Regions from separate parts of the Rattus norvegicus genome. Here region 2 is linked to region 1. The links are chromatin contacts, called in public Hi-C maps. All regions are on one chromosome and are shown on one strand. The core of a region is the stretch at or near the end of the contact, and the rest is flanking DNA. Distances in the headings are between cores, read along the strand shown.

Region 1 (7,377 bases), core at 3,550-6,049:
ATACACGTTTATCTACCCTGAGGGTTAAAAACCATGTATCATGGGTTAGATTTTGGCTCAACCTACAATCTCACTTTTATTTTCTTCTGTTGGATGAGTTTGCTTGTTTTCTAAGGAATCTCAGAGGGAAACAGAAAGAACAACACAGGACACAGACTGGATGTGGCCCAAAAGTCTAAAGTGTTTCTCCTCTGGCCTTCATGGAGTTTTACTGACTCCCTACATCATATCCTCCCATGCTGAATATAAACCCTGTGTTATTGTGACTCCGACAGAATCTATGTGCCATTTGGTGCTTCTGGACCTCAGTCTCTGCATTTGTCTTTAGCCATTTCTTCTCCTTAAAAAAGTGTTTTAAAAAAAATTTAAAATTATGTGTATGTGTGCATGTTTGTGGGGAATAGGAAGAAGTAAGTGCAGTTGCCTGCAGTGGCCAGAAAAGGGCAGAAGATTCCCTGAAGCTGGAGTTACAGGTGGTTATGAGCTGCCCCACTTAGATGCTGGGAACCAAACTCAGAGCCTCTGGGAAACACCGCGTCTTCTTAACTGCAGTGCTGTCTCTCCAGTCCTCTTGGTCATATCTTTATAAGAATTTTTTTTAAGTTTGTTTATTTAATGTATGAGTGCTCTGTTGCATATACATCCGCCTGCCTGAAGAGAGCATCAGATCCCCTACAGATGGTTGCAAGCCACCATGTGGTTGCTGGGAATTGAACTCAGGACCTCTGGAAGAGCAGTCAGTGCTCTTAACCCCTGAGCCATCTCTCCAGCCCCAAGAAATTATTAAAGAGGAATTCTGAGTCACATGCTAAAGGTTTTATGTTTTACCTTCTCTCTATTTGATGGAAATACATCTACTATTTAAGGTAGATAGACATTTAAAAATCTTGTATATTACGTTTAAAATTTTTTTTTACATTTTTAATTTATTTTGTTTTGTGTGTGAGTATGCGTGTGGGCCACTGTGTCACTGCACGTGTGTGAAAGTCAGGGATCAGCTCTCTCTCAACCCCATGGGTTCGGGGGACTGAACTCAGGTCATCAGGCTTGGTGGCAAGTGCCTTTACCCACTGAGCCATCTTGCTGGCTTATGTTACTTTAAAAGGAAACAATACAAAGAGAAACACAGCACAACACATTGTTTGGTCTGTTCAGAAGAACTATGTCAAAGCATGATGCCTGCACTGTTTTTCCTAATCCTGGGGGTTTGTTTGTTTGTTTGGCACAGCGTCTTGCTATGTAGTCTTGGAGGGTTTCCTGTTTTCTGTGGTCAACCTTAGGCTGAGCTCACATTGCAGTACTCCTCCTGTGTCAGGTATGCACCACCACATCTGGTGATCTTGGGTTTTCGTATCCTTTTCATATTTAGGACTTGGATCATGAAGACTACTCATTACTTTAATATATATTCTTTATCATTATCTGTGAACTGGGCTTCGACTTCTTTTCCTGTGAGTGCAGTGTACAGATGCGAACGTTGATCCAAAGCCTACACACCCCTGGATGACCTCATAAGACTGATTCATGGCCTGGTCACGCTTGACCCACTGTCATCCCTTTCCGAAGTACCTATGAGTGTGCACACCGGCTGTTCTGTAACAGTGTGCTGAAACCAAAAACCAGTGAAAACCAGTTATAAATTTAGACACTGAGAATGCGGTGTTGCTGGAACCATGAGCACAAGTGCTTAGGGAATAACCTCTAGACACAGGGGGAGACAGAAGGGTTGCCCCACTCCTGGGTTGCACTTGCCCTGTGAGCTGAGTGCCCTTGGTGTTCACATATATAGCTTTCTTGGCTTACAGTCTCAGAGGGTGGGCAGGAAGATACTGGCCTGAAGAGAAGCGACAGCATAGATAGAACCATGCAAAGTCTCCTTCTGCTTCTGCCAGGCTGTAAAGCAGACAGCAGAGGGGTTGGGGATTTAGCTCAGTGGTAGAGAGCTTACCTAGGAAGTGCAAGGCCCTGGGTTCGGTCCCCAGCTCCGAAAAAAAAGAACCAAAAAAAAAAAAAAAAAAAAAAAAGCAGACAGCAGAACGACCATTACCACTGAAAACCTGCCTTATACATGCATCAAACAAAGATCTGAGAAGTCCAGGTTATGGACCCATTTTCTAGGTCAGAAAGCTGAGGCTCTGGGCAACCAAGTGGCTACACAAGGTAGGACAAGGAATCAGACCGGCTCTCCAGCCAAACACCCTCCTCTTCTGCAGCAAACCACTGATGAGATTGAGAGACACAGAGATCCACTCACCATTTGTGGGCCAGATGTAGTCTGAGCAGCGGCACACCGTTGAGTCCCCTCTGTGCACTACGATGATGGGGACATAGGTTTCCCGGCCCTCCAACCACTCGTCAGTCACATCACATAATGGCTCCGTGATATCTATACAGTTCTCGACCTTCTTCAGGTCTTCAGCTTTGCTTTGGAGGGGAAAAGATTGGAGAAGGAAAGATGAGCATGTGTGTCATGTGATCCATTTCTTGTGCCTCACCCCTCACTCCTTTTATGATCGCTAAAAGAAATGGTTTGCAGGCCTTAGCCCAGATGGCCCACAATCACTTCATTCTAAAACTGAACACGTTATACTTCGCACACACCCCACCCCCTACTTCTAATCTCTTCTGGATGTTTTTCCCTTAAGGGTTCATCCCCAATTGTGACGTTATACTTTTATTGTTTAATGGATGGAATGAACAAACGAATGAATGAATGCATGCATGAATGAACGAACGAATGAATGAATACATGCATGGATGAATGAATGCATGAATGAATGCATGTATGATGAATGAATGAATGCATGTATGATGAATGAATGAATGCATGAATGAATGAATGAATGCATGAATGAATGAATGCATGTATAATGAATGAATGAATGCATGAATACATGCATGGATGAATGCATGAATGAATGAATGCATGAATGATGAATGAATGAATGCATGAATGAATGAACAAACGAACCCTGGGTTTGGGCTTTCTGGGCTTAGGCCCCAGACCTCCCTCCCACTCTAGGATAATTAGCAGAGCTTTCTCTGAGATGTGTCTCTGGCTAAAGGCCAGATAGTCTTGCATCTTAAGTCAGAACTGTGTTCATTTAGGGACATCAGGGACATCTGATTCACCAAACTTGGGGAGGTAAGCGAGTGTGTTGGCTAGTTCCAACTGTGAACAGGAGCTTGGGAAGAGAACCTAGGGTTGAAGAGTTATCTAGATGGAGCTCACCTGTGGGCATGGCTGCAGGTGACTATCTTGTTTGTTGACTGGGGTTGGAAGTCTCACCCTGCGGACAGCTGGCAGCAGTCCATAGATTGGACATCAGACTATGTGGATACGGAACGCTAGCCGGGTGATTTGCTTGGTGGGAGCAATCAGGGAGCCAGACATTTATCCTCCCTGCTCCAGACTGAGGTGATGTCTGAAATTCCTGCCTTGAGTTCCCTCAACAATGGACTGTGAACCATAATCCAAAGAAACCCCTTTCTTTCCCAAGTTCCTTTTGGCCAGAGTATTTTATCACAGCAACATAGATGAGATCAGAATGGGTAAGTTAATGATATGTGATCAACAGGCAGAGGAAAAGTAAGACTTAGCAGGAGAAAGGAAAAGATACAGGACACCCTTGCCCTCTCTTGGCCAGCCTAACGATCAGAGGTCCGACATATAATAGAAAGGGATGTTTTGGGGTTCAGGGCTTATAGACACAGTCTTTCCAAACAGCTACTGAGCAAAGCAAGGACTTGGGAGAGCCGCTGTTGTTTGCGGGCAGTGAAAGACCAAGATGGTCCACTAATTCCACACTTACACCTATAGCAATGCTGAGGTGGAGACAAAACTCTGGGCTAAATATTAGGCTTGTCAGTGGCCTGAGCTCATCAAGCAGGGCTTTCTGGAGTATATAACATGTCTAACTATCAATATGGTCAAGAGACCTGGAGCCTGATGAAAAGGAGGTCTTTTGAATGCTAGAGTGACCGAGGAGTGGGAGTCACTGTGCAAACTGCCGACTGCCAGGCTTTGGCTTTTAAACACAAGCCTTGTCCCTCCCAACCCCACCCCAATAGCTTTGGGTTACAGGAGAATTTAAATTAAGAACTAAGAAAGGATAGGTGTTCTGACTTTGGCCTTTTATGAACTGGAAAACAAAAAACAAAGAACGAAGCTGGAAAGATGGCTGACTTAGTAAAGTGGACCTGAGTTTGAACCCCACACAGAAAGAAGGCAGGGAAGCTTGCACTGTGACCCCAGCCTTGGAGGGCCAGACTATAGGGCTCGTGGGCCAGCTAACTTAGCAAAAGTCTCAAGCCCAGTGATCGAGAGTGTGTCAAAAAAATAAGGCAGAGAGTGTTACCAAGTGTCAACCTCTGGCCTCTGCACACTCACACATGATCCCTTACACATAGACATCCCTCCAAAATGTATAAATTAACTTTAAAAACTCTGGGATGGGAAATATGTTTATTGAGAGGAGAAATCATGTACTAGGAAGAGAGGTGGCCTCTTCAGTAAGAAAGAAAGAAGAGAAGCTCGTGCTGACTGACCTCATGATTGTGTACCAGAGTGTGTAGTTGGTTGGTGGGCTGGACTGGCTTTGTAATTCCCAGGATAAAATCAGTCGGAAATGTCGTAATATCAGGTTTATAGTGCAAGGTTCATCTGGATACTCTAAAAAGAACAGGAGGTAAAAAGAAGAAACGATGAGGTTTGGAACTCAGGATTACTCTCCCCTTAGGAGCTCAGATGAGCTCAGTCTCTTGGGCAAGCCCTTGTGAAAGCATTCTGGCATCTAGACCGTGCAGGAAGGAAATCTTCTGGACATGGGAAATGAAATAGTTCAGTTAATTAGTGACAACTTATTGTCAGGGCAGGAAAGCTAACAAACAGGAAGCCCGCACCCTGTAACCACTGGACAAAGGGCTTCTCCAATTGTCATCGACTGTTAGAGTTCAGGGAACCAAAATAATCAAGCTGGCTTTGGACCAGGGGTGCTCTTCTACTCTCCTGTTCCTTCTCTCTTCTCTGCAAACTGCTCTGCCACCCACCCCTCTCCCCCTCCCTCCCCCCTCCCTCCCCCCATTCTTCCCAGTGTCCTTCCTCTTCTCTCTCCTCTATCTTTCCCTTTTTCTCTCTCCCTCCCTCCCGAGTCTCTTCCCTCACTCCTTCCCCCCTCCCCCTCCATCCCTCCCCAGTCTCAAATCCACACTGCACTTTTATTCCCCTGGTCATACAAAGGAGAAAGAATTTCAGTTAGAGAAATTTATTTTCCTTTACCTGAAACCAGTATGTAGAAGATTAGACATGAAAGAGAAATTTGTCTCTTCATTCTTTTATTAATGAGACTAAAAGCTTTGGTTCCTCCTAGTGATCACTAGTGGTTTTCTGGGTTTTTTCTTTTCCCCTCTATGATAGTTTGTGACACAAATAATGAAAAACCCTCTGCTCTTCAGCCTAGAAAGGACTCCAATAAACTGGCCAGCGTATCTGGGGTCAGAAATCACACTTCCCCCTTTCCTCTCTGTTAGCCAGACACTTTGACTCTTACATCAAATTTAGTCAAGCTCAGAACAGTTCTTACCTTCAAAAGCAAACGATGAGTTAGACTGTAGGCTCACACACACTAGGAGGAAGCAAAACAGATTACAACAAGGTTTGTTCTGGGCCCGGACTATCAACATTACTCTAAGTGTAAGGCTCTTTGACATACACGTGCTACTTAATGTTGAGATTTTCTCGTGCTAACACAGATACTGCGGAGAACATGGGTGCTCTTGGCCGACACATGTGTGATCTGAAGGTGGCATTTGGGGCAGACGTAAAGTGAGACCTCTGGGACTTGACACAAAGAGCAAGGGTCGGATGGGTTGAGGGAGTGTCTGAGAAGCAGTTGTATAACACATTTCCTAGAGTATAAATAAGCATGCTGATAATTAATACATTTGAAGTAAAGATATCTAACAAGAACAGCAGGTGAGGGGTTGGGGATTTAGCTCGGTGGTAGAGCGCTTGCCTAGGAAACGCAAGGGCCTGGGTTCAGTCCCCAGCTCTGAAAAAAAGAACCAAAAAAAAAAAAAAAAAAAAAAAAAGAGGGTATTTGAGATTGGAATTAGTGAGTGCTGTCCCCTTGGAGTAGGTACGGGCAAGAGGGGTCATTTATTTCCCGATCTTGCAATGACTTACAGGGAGTGGGTGGGGCACATTATCCATGTATACCTACACTGAGACATTTGTCATACTCCTGAATCCCCTAAAGACAATGTATGGGAGAGATGACATTGTGGAATTAAAGCAGTTAAGAGGGAGGAGAAGAAAGGACATGAAAGAAATCCAACTGTAGAAAAGATGAGGGCTAAAAAAAAGGGAAATACATAAATTGAAGTTTAGGGATCGATTTTCAATTTAGTCTCCATGGGGAGAGATAAGGGACAGTCACCTTCTAAGCCCCACTGTGGGTGAGATTCAGGGTATGTGGAGCAGCCGCCCTTTGAATTATAAATGAGGTAGTCTCCGGAGTATGAGCTTAGTTTGTAGCATTCTGATTGAGCTAAAATTGAGGGGCAGACAGACGCCCATGGATGCCTGATGCTGGCCTCGCTGATCTGGGTCCTCCAGATATGGACATCGATTTGCTGCTCCACACCAGGGCTCTCTGTGATGACAGGGACACAGGCTTTCTCCTCTAACAACTGTGCTGAAAAAGCAGCACTTACCCACAAGATACAAGCTAAGGAGACCAACGGCAGAGCCGGTGCCCTTTGAAGGCATCCTGCTCAGTCTGTAAGTCCTGTTCTGCTCTCACACCTGAAAGAGATCAATATTGAGGCGATCAAAACTCAGAAGTACCCAATTAAATCACACTATATATGACGTACATATATATACTAGTGAGAGATGAGTAGGAATTAGCTGCAGATGTTGCCCCGTTGTAGCCCTGGATTGGTTACAATTGCGGTTAAACTTGCAGGAGCTTAGTGTGAGAGTGCACATCTGTCCTCTAAGCAGAGAGGCGGGGAAGGATCAGACGTTCAAGGTCATCCTCAGCTACATATCGAGTTAGAAGGAGGAGCCACTCTGTCTTTTAAAAAAGTTTTAAAAAGTAGCCAAATTCCTGGTTCCAGTCCTTCCTTATTCCTCAGGACTTTCTCAGCTCACCTTCTCTCGGCTGTGGTATCAATCCCTAGTTAAGAAGACTTTCTTTCTTTTTTTTTTTTTTTTTTTTTTTTTTTTTTTTTTTTTTTTTTTAGCTTAAATGTTGAACAGGCAATAGGCATTTGGTTAACTTAATTATTAAATAATTAAATCTAAAAAAAGGCAACTATGTGTCTCTGTGTGGGAATGTGCATGTGTGCACTGCTGCCTGTGGGTGCCTAAGC
Region 2 (7,377 bases), core at 3,634-6,133, 98 kb before region 1:
TCTGAGCCATCAGCAATCTCTCTACCTATCTAGTTACCAAGGCTGGTTTCCATGACAGAAACACACATCCCAACTCCATGGTGACCCAGACCAGCTGCCCCACACTCCATTACACTTAAATCTACACATAAAGGAACACACAACATAATAATCTTTGACCCAATTGGTAAGATATAATTGCCCACCTAAACATACAAAGTCCAGTACACATTCATCCTTTAAGAACATTAATAACTATTACTCAGCTATCAAAAACAATGACTTTATGAAATTCATAGGCAAATGGATAGAACTGGAAAATACCATCCTGAGAGAGATAACCCAATCACAGAAAAACACACATGGTATGCACTCATTGATAAGTGGCTATTAGCCCAAATGCTTGAATTACCCTAGATCTACAGAACACATGAAACTCAAGAAGGATGACCAAAATGCGAATGCTTCACTCCTTCTTTAAAAGCAGAACAAGAATACCCTTGGCAGGGAATAGGGAGGCAAAGTTTAGAACAGAGGCAGAAGGAACACCCATTCAGAGCCTGCCCCACATGTGGCCCATACATTTACACCCACCTAACTTGATAGGATGGATGAAGCAAAGAAGTGCAGACCGACAGGAGCCGGATGTAGATCTCTCCTGAGAGACACAGCCAGAATACAGCAAATACAGAGGCGAATGCCAGCAGCAAACCACTGAACTGAGAATAGGACCCCCATTGAAGGAATCAGAGAAAGGACTGGAAGAGCTTGAAGGGGCTCGAGACCCCATATGAACAACAATGCCAAGCAACCAGAGCTTCCAGGACTAAGCCACTACCTAAAGACTATACATGGACTGACCCTGGACTCTGACCTCATAGGTAGCAATGAATATCCTAGTAAGAGCACCAGTGGAAGGGGAAGCCCTGGGTCCTGCCAAGACTGAACCTCCAGTGAACATGATTGTTGGGGGGAGGGCGGTAATGGGGGAGGATGGGGAGGGAAACACCCATAGAGAAGGGGAGGAGGAGGGGTTGGGGGATGTTGGTCCGGAAACCAGGAAGGGGAATAACAATCGAAATGTAAATAAGAAATACTCAAGTTAATAAAGATAAAAAAAAAAGAACATTAATATCAACCTGTAAATACACAAAGTGGGATCTTAACATCAGCTTCCATTTTCTCTTCTCCGTGGCTACCCTCTCTGTCTTCCTGTCTCTCCTCTTTCCATTCCAGTCTTCTTCTCTTCCTTCAAACTTTTCTCCTGCCCATCCTTCCTTCTCGTCCAATGACAGGCCTCCTTCTATCCTGTACCTGCCCTCACCTGTATTACAAATTCAATGGGGAGAAGGTTCTGGTGAAGTCACCTGAGTCCTGAGTACTGACTAGACAGCAGTCCTTGGTGCAGTGGAATTAGCATCAAAATACAGATAACTCCAGGACAAACCACAACAAATAACAATTTTATTTTTAAAAATTTAAGTTAGATTTATGTGTTCTGTTTTGTGTGAGAATGTTTTGCCTACATGTATGTACTCCAGGGAGGTTAGAGGGTGTTGTCAGATCTCCTACAACTGTACTTATGGGTGATTGTGAGTCACCAAATGGGTGCTGGGAATTTAACACAGGTTCTTTGCAAGTGCAATTACTCAATCACTAAGCCATCTTCAGCCCCACAACAGAATTTATTCAAATATAGCAAAGGATACAGCAGTCTCCTCTGATGTCAAAGTTGTAGCCCAAGACCTCCAGTGGATGCCTTAGACTGCAGTTAAGAGTCCAGCTCTAACTGATTCGCTCCTACATACATATGTACATAGTTATGATAACATTTAATAAAATAGGCCCAATAAGATGATAAAAATAAATATGACACACTGTGATCACACTGGTGTTGGGGTGACGGGGATATTACTAGATCCATAAGAGGGTGTTGGAACATAATCCCTACGATTTCACTGGTTACTTGGATATCTTGGACAAAAATTACCCATCCCAGGAAGGACAGAGAGACTTCATCACAGTAATTCAGATGGTATACAATTTAAACATGAGGCACGTGGACATTTGTAATTGCTGTTATCTAGCTGTACCGAGCCTTTATTAATATAGAATGCCTTGTCTCTTGTAGCCTTAACTGTGTGAGTTAGACACTTCCAAAGAAGCGATATCACCATGGGACACTTCAAGCAAGGACCAACCGTGTTTAGCAGCTTCTTCCTCTGAAAGGAGTGAAAGCTCAGGCCCACCTGTGCCTCAGGCCCTGGGAGGCTTGGGACAAAGGCTGTCTCAGAGATCTTTTGAATCTGACCTAAGGCTTCCAGGGCAAGTAGGTAGAGAGTAGACTTGATTCACACAGTCTTCCAAGAAAAGGTACCCTCACTCTTTTAACACATACGTCCATGTAAACGTCCTTCACTGCTCCCTGTATTTATGGAATGTTCTGTTCTGTGGTTACAAAAATTCATGTAACCCCCCTGAACATGTATTCTTGGTCATGTGTATTTTTGGCTGTTCATGTTTCAGAATAAAGTTGTTAATTTCCCTTCAAAGCAGAGTCATTCCTTTGTGTTGATGATTTAAAGTCCTTTTTATCCTATACTGATACAGCCATGCCTGCTCATCAAGTCTTCCCTTGAAGATGCATGCCTTTGGCAGTCTCCAGAGAACTCCAAAATCGTTTCAAAGGCAGTGCAAGTGTTGACTTCTCTACACTCCTCAGCAAGACACTGCCCACTCTAGTCATATTCTTAGAATACTAAAAAGAGGCAAGTTCTAAAAACACGTTTTAAAGTTATGCTTATGTGTCTATGTGTGGGTAATATGTACACTATCTCTAGGTGCCCTCTTGTACCAGAATATCATGTTGGGATTTCCTAGGGCTGGAGGTGGTTGTGAGGCATCCAAACTGGGTCCTCAGGCTCAGGTCCTCTTCAAGAACAGCGAACACTCAATCCCTGAGCCATCTCTACAGCCCTAAAACCTGTTTTTTACTGGGTATGGTGCTCAATTCCTGTGATCCAAGCACTCGGGAAGCTGAGGCAGGAAGATCACTTAAGGCCAACTTGGCTACGAGGCACAGACCTCAAATCAGACCACACGATCTTTAAAAGCACAGTCACGTATGTCTTGTAGTTTTTTCCCTCATAAAATGGCTGGCTCTTCACTTGACAGGCTGAAATTTTTACTTTTTATCTTGGTTGTTGTTACACTGTGATTGATCCTAGGGCCTTTCATGCTGTAGGCAAGAACTCTACCATTCTGTGTCATCTCCAGTCCTAATAGGCTACTTCTCTTTTTTTTAAGAGGTATTGTGTATGTAGAAGTGTTTTTGCCTGTGCATTTATTTGTGTGTGCACCACATGTGCCTTGTAGACAAGGAAGTCAGAAGAGTCTACTCAAATCCTGGAACAGAGCAGGAGTTAGGGAAGGCTGCAAGTTACCAGGTGTGTGCTGGGGGCCAACCCATGTCCCTATACAAGAGCAGCAGGTGCTCTTACCTGTTGAGCCGTCTCTCCAGGTCCTAGGCTATAACTGTAAAAAATGTCTTTTAACTTTATGTCTGACTCCGTTGTTACTTCCTATTTTGAAAACTTCTGCATCAGACAATCATGTCAGATGACCTGGCAGCTTCTACTCCAGAGGCTTATAGACTGTTTCTGGTTAGACACTGAGGAGACATCTGAGATGTTTTCTGAATGTTTTCTTTTCAGCCAATAGGAGCTATCGTCCATCAAGTCTTCCCATTCTTTTCAGATTCTTAGTGCTGTCTATGCTAAGTCCACACTACTACTGAGCCACATTTCCACGAACCCTGAACAGAGCCTTTGATTTCATCCCCAAACTGAACCTACCTTATTATCCTTATCCTCTTAGCTTGATCCCCGTCCCAACTGTTGTTATTTACAAATTCTGTGCAGAAAGGGCAGCAATTGTGCTTATAAGATTAACAAAAGACCCAAGAGCATTTGTAGCAGTTACAGTATACTGTTCATAATATTCTTTTTTCAGATTTATTTTTATGTGTGTGACCACTTTGCCTGCACGTACATCATGTGCATGTCTGGCCAGAAATGGGCCATCTTCAGGGTGAGACTTGGGGCATCACTTACCTCCCTGATGTACCTACCGATTTCTAAGAGTAATCGGAACTTAACAACACGAGTGAGGCTAGGTCGTCTTTTTAAGGTTCCTCACATCACTATGAAAAGATCTCTCTTGTCTATCACCCTTAGTCGCCAGTCTCCTGATGCCACAAACTAGCCCCGTGGTTTCCTGGCTCACTTGTTATTGTTTTGTTAGCTGCGATTTGGGGCCCGTTAGGGGCACCTTCAACTCTCTCCTCCGTCAGCCTGAGACTAAAGGCAGTAGGTTGGGAAGCGCATTGCTGATGTCTGGTCTCCCACCTTCCAGTCGCCCCAAGGCTCGGGCCCGGGTCAGCGTCCTCAGGCTGGAGCGCGCAGGCGGGCGTCGGGGTGACCCCGCGTGGACTCCGTTCACCCGCTTCCAGCTCTCCCTCCCCGCAGCCCGGCCCTCGCTCAGGGCCCTCGGCTCACCTGAGGCTACGGGCAGCATCCAAGGCGCCCCTGCCACCAGCACCAGGGCCGCAGCGCCTACGACAGCGAGCATCGTCTTGGGAGGCCGGACCCGTTGCTCACATCTTCCTCTTCAGCAGTACAGCGGAGCTGAAGATGACTCCAGGGTAGCTAGGCCCTCTTCCTGACGCCCCGCCCCTCTGCCCCGCCCCCTCCGCCCGGTACTCCTCCTCTACCAACGCCCCGCCCTCTCCGCGAGCGAGCGGCTCGGAAAGTACCGGGCGCGGTCCAGTCCTGGTGCTCTGAGCTCGGACCCTGAAGGCCCCTGCCACGCTCTACCCACACTTCCGGAAAGACCGCACCCGACAGTTATTAGACTCCTGAGAGGAAAGCGGGTTGCAGTTAGTGCGCCTGCGCAGCCCCTCCCCCGGCTCAGTTTCCTGTTTTTGTCCCGAGGCTTCCGAGGCGTTGCGCCAGGGGTTGCTTAACTCCTGATGTCAGCGTCTCTGGAGCCCATGAATCAAAGGACCCCGGGACCGGGAAGGCGCCGGCGACACTTTTATCTCAACTCCACAGGATTTTTATACTTGATTCCTTGTTTTCAAGCGATGGTTTGGTGTTGTAGATTCGCACTTTGGGTTTTGAATTATGCAACATTTGAATCTTTTCTAAAGAATGTGTTTTTAGTTTGGTCTTGTATGCTTGAGTGTTTTGCATGCATGCATGTATGTGCACCATACATACATGCGTACCTGGTACCCATGGAGGCCGGAAGAGCGCAGATACCCTGGTACTAGAGTTATGGTTCTTAGGAGCTGTTTGAACTCCAGTCCTCTGCACGCTCTCTTAAACCACTGAGCCCTCTTTCTAGCCCCTTAATTCTATCATTACTGCCTTCTAAAGAAACTTATTTGTTGCTTAATTCACCTTTTTTAAAAGAGCATGTCTATCAACAATGATACAATATAGATTTATAACAGTGGAAAAAAAATACAGTCCCCAGATGAAAAGAGATTTCAGTGTTTTCAAATTTCTGGCATGGTACTCTTTGAAATTCAGGAACCAATCAGCATTCCCAGGGAGTCTTGGGGCTTTGAAAATTATGATACTTTGAACATACCTCTTACAAACTTAACATCTACAATCTGAATAGCTAAAATTCCTATTGAAAGACTGAAATATACTGCATTTAGTCGTATTTAGAATTACATTCTATAAGAACGTTCATTGCAAACAATTTAAAATTTGGGTCTCACAGTAAGATAAAGAGCCTCTCATGGAATCATATGTGGCCAGTACCCGTTTAAGGACTTTACACTGGAAATGTGTTATACCTTGAGTGTATTCACTGGACTTAAGATATTCTATATGTGTGAACTCCTTAGTTCATTTTTGTTCTACAACACGTTTTCTGCTCGTGCACATGCTTGATTATACACATGTAGGCCTAGGCAGGACCCATATATGAAGAACATCCGCACCCCCGTACCTCCCCCCCCACCCCCCGTCCCAGAGGCTTAATATTATTCATTCTAAGCTCATTCATTTTTTGGGCAAGGTTTGTAATTTTATTCTTTAGAGCTGAATAATATTCCATTTTTATATGTACTGGATTTTCTGTGGATAGACAACTAGTTTGAATCCATTTCCTTCTTACAGTGAGTAAAACGGCTGTAAGCGTGGGAGGGGTGCAGATACTTCTGTGTTAGGGTGTGGAGTTCTCTGGTGAGTGCATATGTGTGAAATAGCTGGGTTATATGGGAGTTGTTTTTTGAGGAACCTCCAAAATGAATTCCACAATGACTATTAATCTGCACCCAGGCAGCAGTGAGTAAGAGTTCCTTTTTTCTGCGTCTTTACCAACACTCATCAGATTTCTTGGCAGCTATTCTGACTAGGGCGAGATAGAATGTCAAAGCAGTGTTACTGTGCATTTTGCTGATGGCTCAGGACATTGAATACTTCACAGATAGTTATTGGGTGTGTATTTCAGTGTTTGAAAACTGTTCAGTTTATTGGTCCGTTTGTTTCTGGTAGATTCATTTCCTTCATCTCGGGAAGTTCTTTATAAATTCTAGAATCAGAGCCTTGTCTGAGGTATAGTTGGACAGGCTTTTCTCCCACCCTGTAGCCTGTGTGCTGCACAGATAGTTTTGCTTGATGTTCAGAAGCTCTACAATTTCATGCAGTCCTATCTGTTCAGAAAGTTCTCGCCTCCCCAGTGTCTTGGTCAGTATTCTCTATGTTTTTGTCTACAAGTTTCAGGTTTTAAATTAAATTAAGGTCTCTTCCTCTCTTCCTTCTTTCCTCTTCCTCCTTTTTTTAAAATTTTATTTATTTATTTATTTATTTATTTATTTATTTATTTATTTATTTATTTTTTGAGGCAGGGTTTATTTGTGTAGCCCAGGCTAACCTGGAACTTGATCTGCAGATCAGGCTGGCTTTATAATCACAGAGATCCCCCTGCCTGGGATCAAAGTCGTGAGACTTTTTTTTTAAATGTTGGAGATAGGGTTTCAGTACACTGCCCTGGCCATCCTGGATCTTGCTGGGTAGACAACGCTGGCGTCAAACTCAGAGAGATCTGCTGCCTTGGATTAAAGGTGTGGGTCTGCTAGAGGTTTCAGGGAGACATTTGACATTCTGTCTCATGATTTGTGGTGCATCTGTCTACATTATTTAGAGCTTCTGGCTGTAATTTTGGTAGATGGTACGCATTTAGAAATTCTATTTCTCTGTCTTCCAGAACTTTAGACGTTTATAGAGTATTCTCTAGTAAGGTTCTGTAATTTGTTGGACTCTGTGTGATGGCACTCTTTTATCTCTGATTTTAACTCTTTTCTTCTCCTTTTGTCAGACT

What was found. Hi-C and Micro-C count contacts between places; a contact is called where the count stands out from the background.
Region 2: a contact with region 1 is called in a Hi-C map of liver, with 2.3 times the contacts expected there. The contact joins the promoter of Ifnar1 here to the enhancer-like site in region 1.

What each region holds. Positions count from the first base shown.
Region 1 is chr11:44,110,878-44,118,254 of GRCr8, reverse strand. It overlaps Ifnar2 (interferon alpha and beta receptor subunit 2), which reads right to left. Exons shown (of 9, transcript NM_001426990.1): 2 at 6,715-6,805; 3 at 5,583-5,624; 4 at 4,549-4,672; 5 at 2,255-2,424. The coding sequence starts at 6,769. Among named protein-coding and RNA genes, the nearest start is that of Ifnar2, 15 kb to the right of the region's middle. Within about 2 kb of position 4,799, at least 7 of the 93 cell types and tissues checked have an H3K27ac peak or open chromatin away from gene starts, as enhancers often do. A contact at or near this core is called in liver, where this site is marked.
Region 2 is chr11:44,209,275-44,216,651 of GRCr8, reverse strand. Ifnar1 (interferon alpha and beta receptor subunit 1) reads right to left here and starts at 4,883. Exons shown (of 11, transcript NM_001105893.1): 1 at 4,536-4,883. The coding sequence starts at 4,608.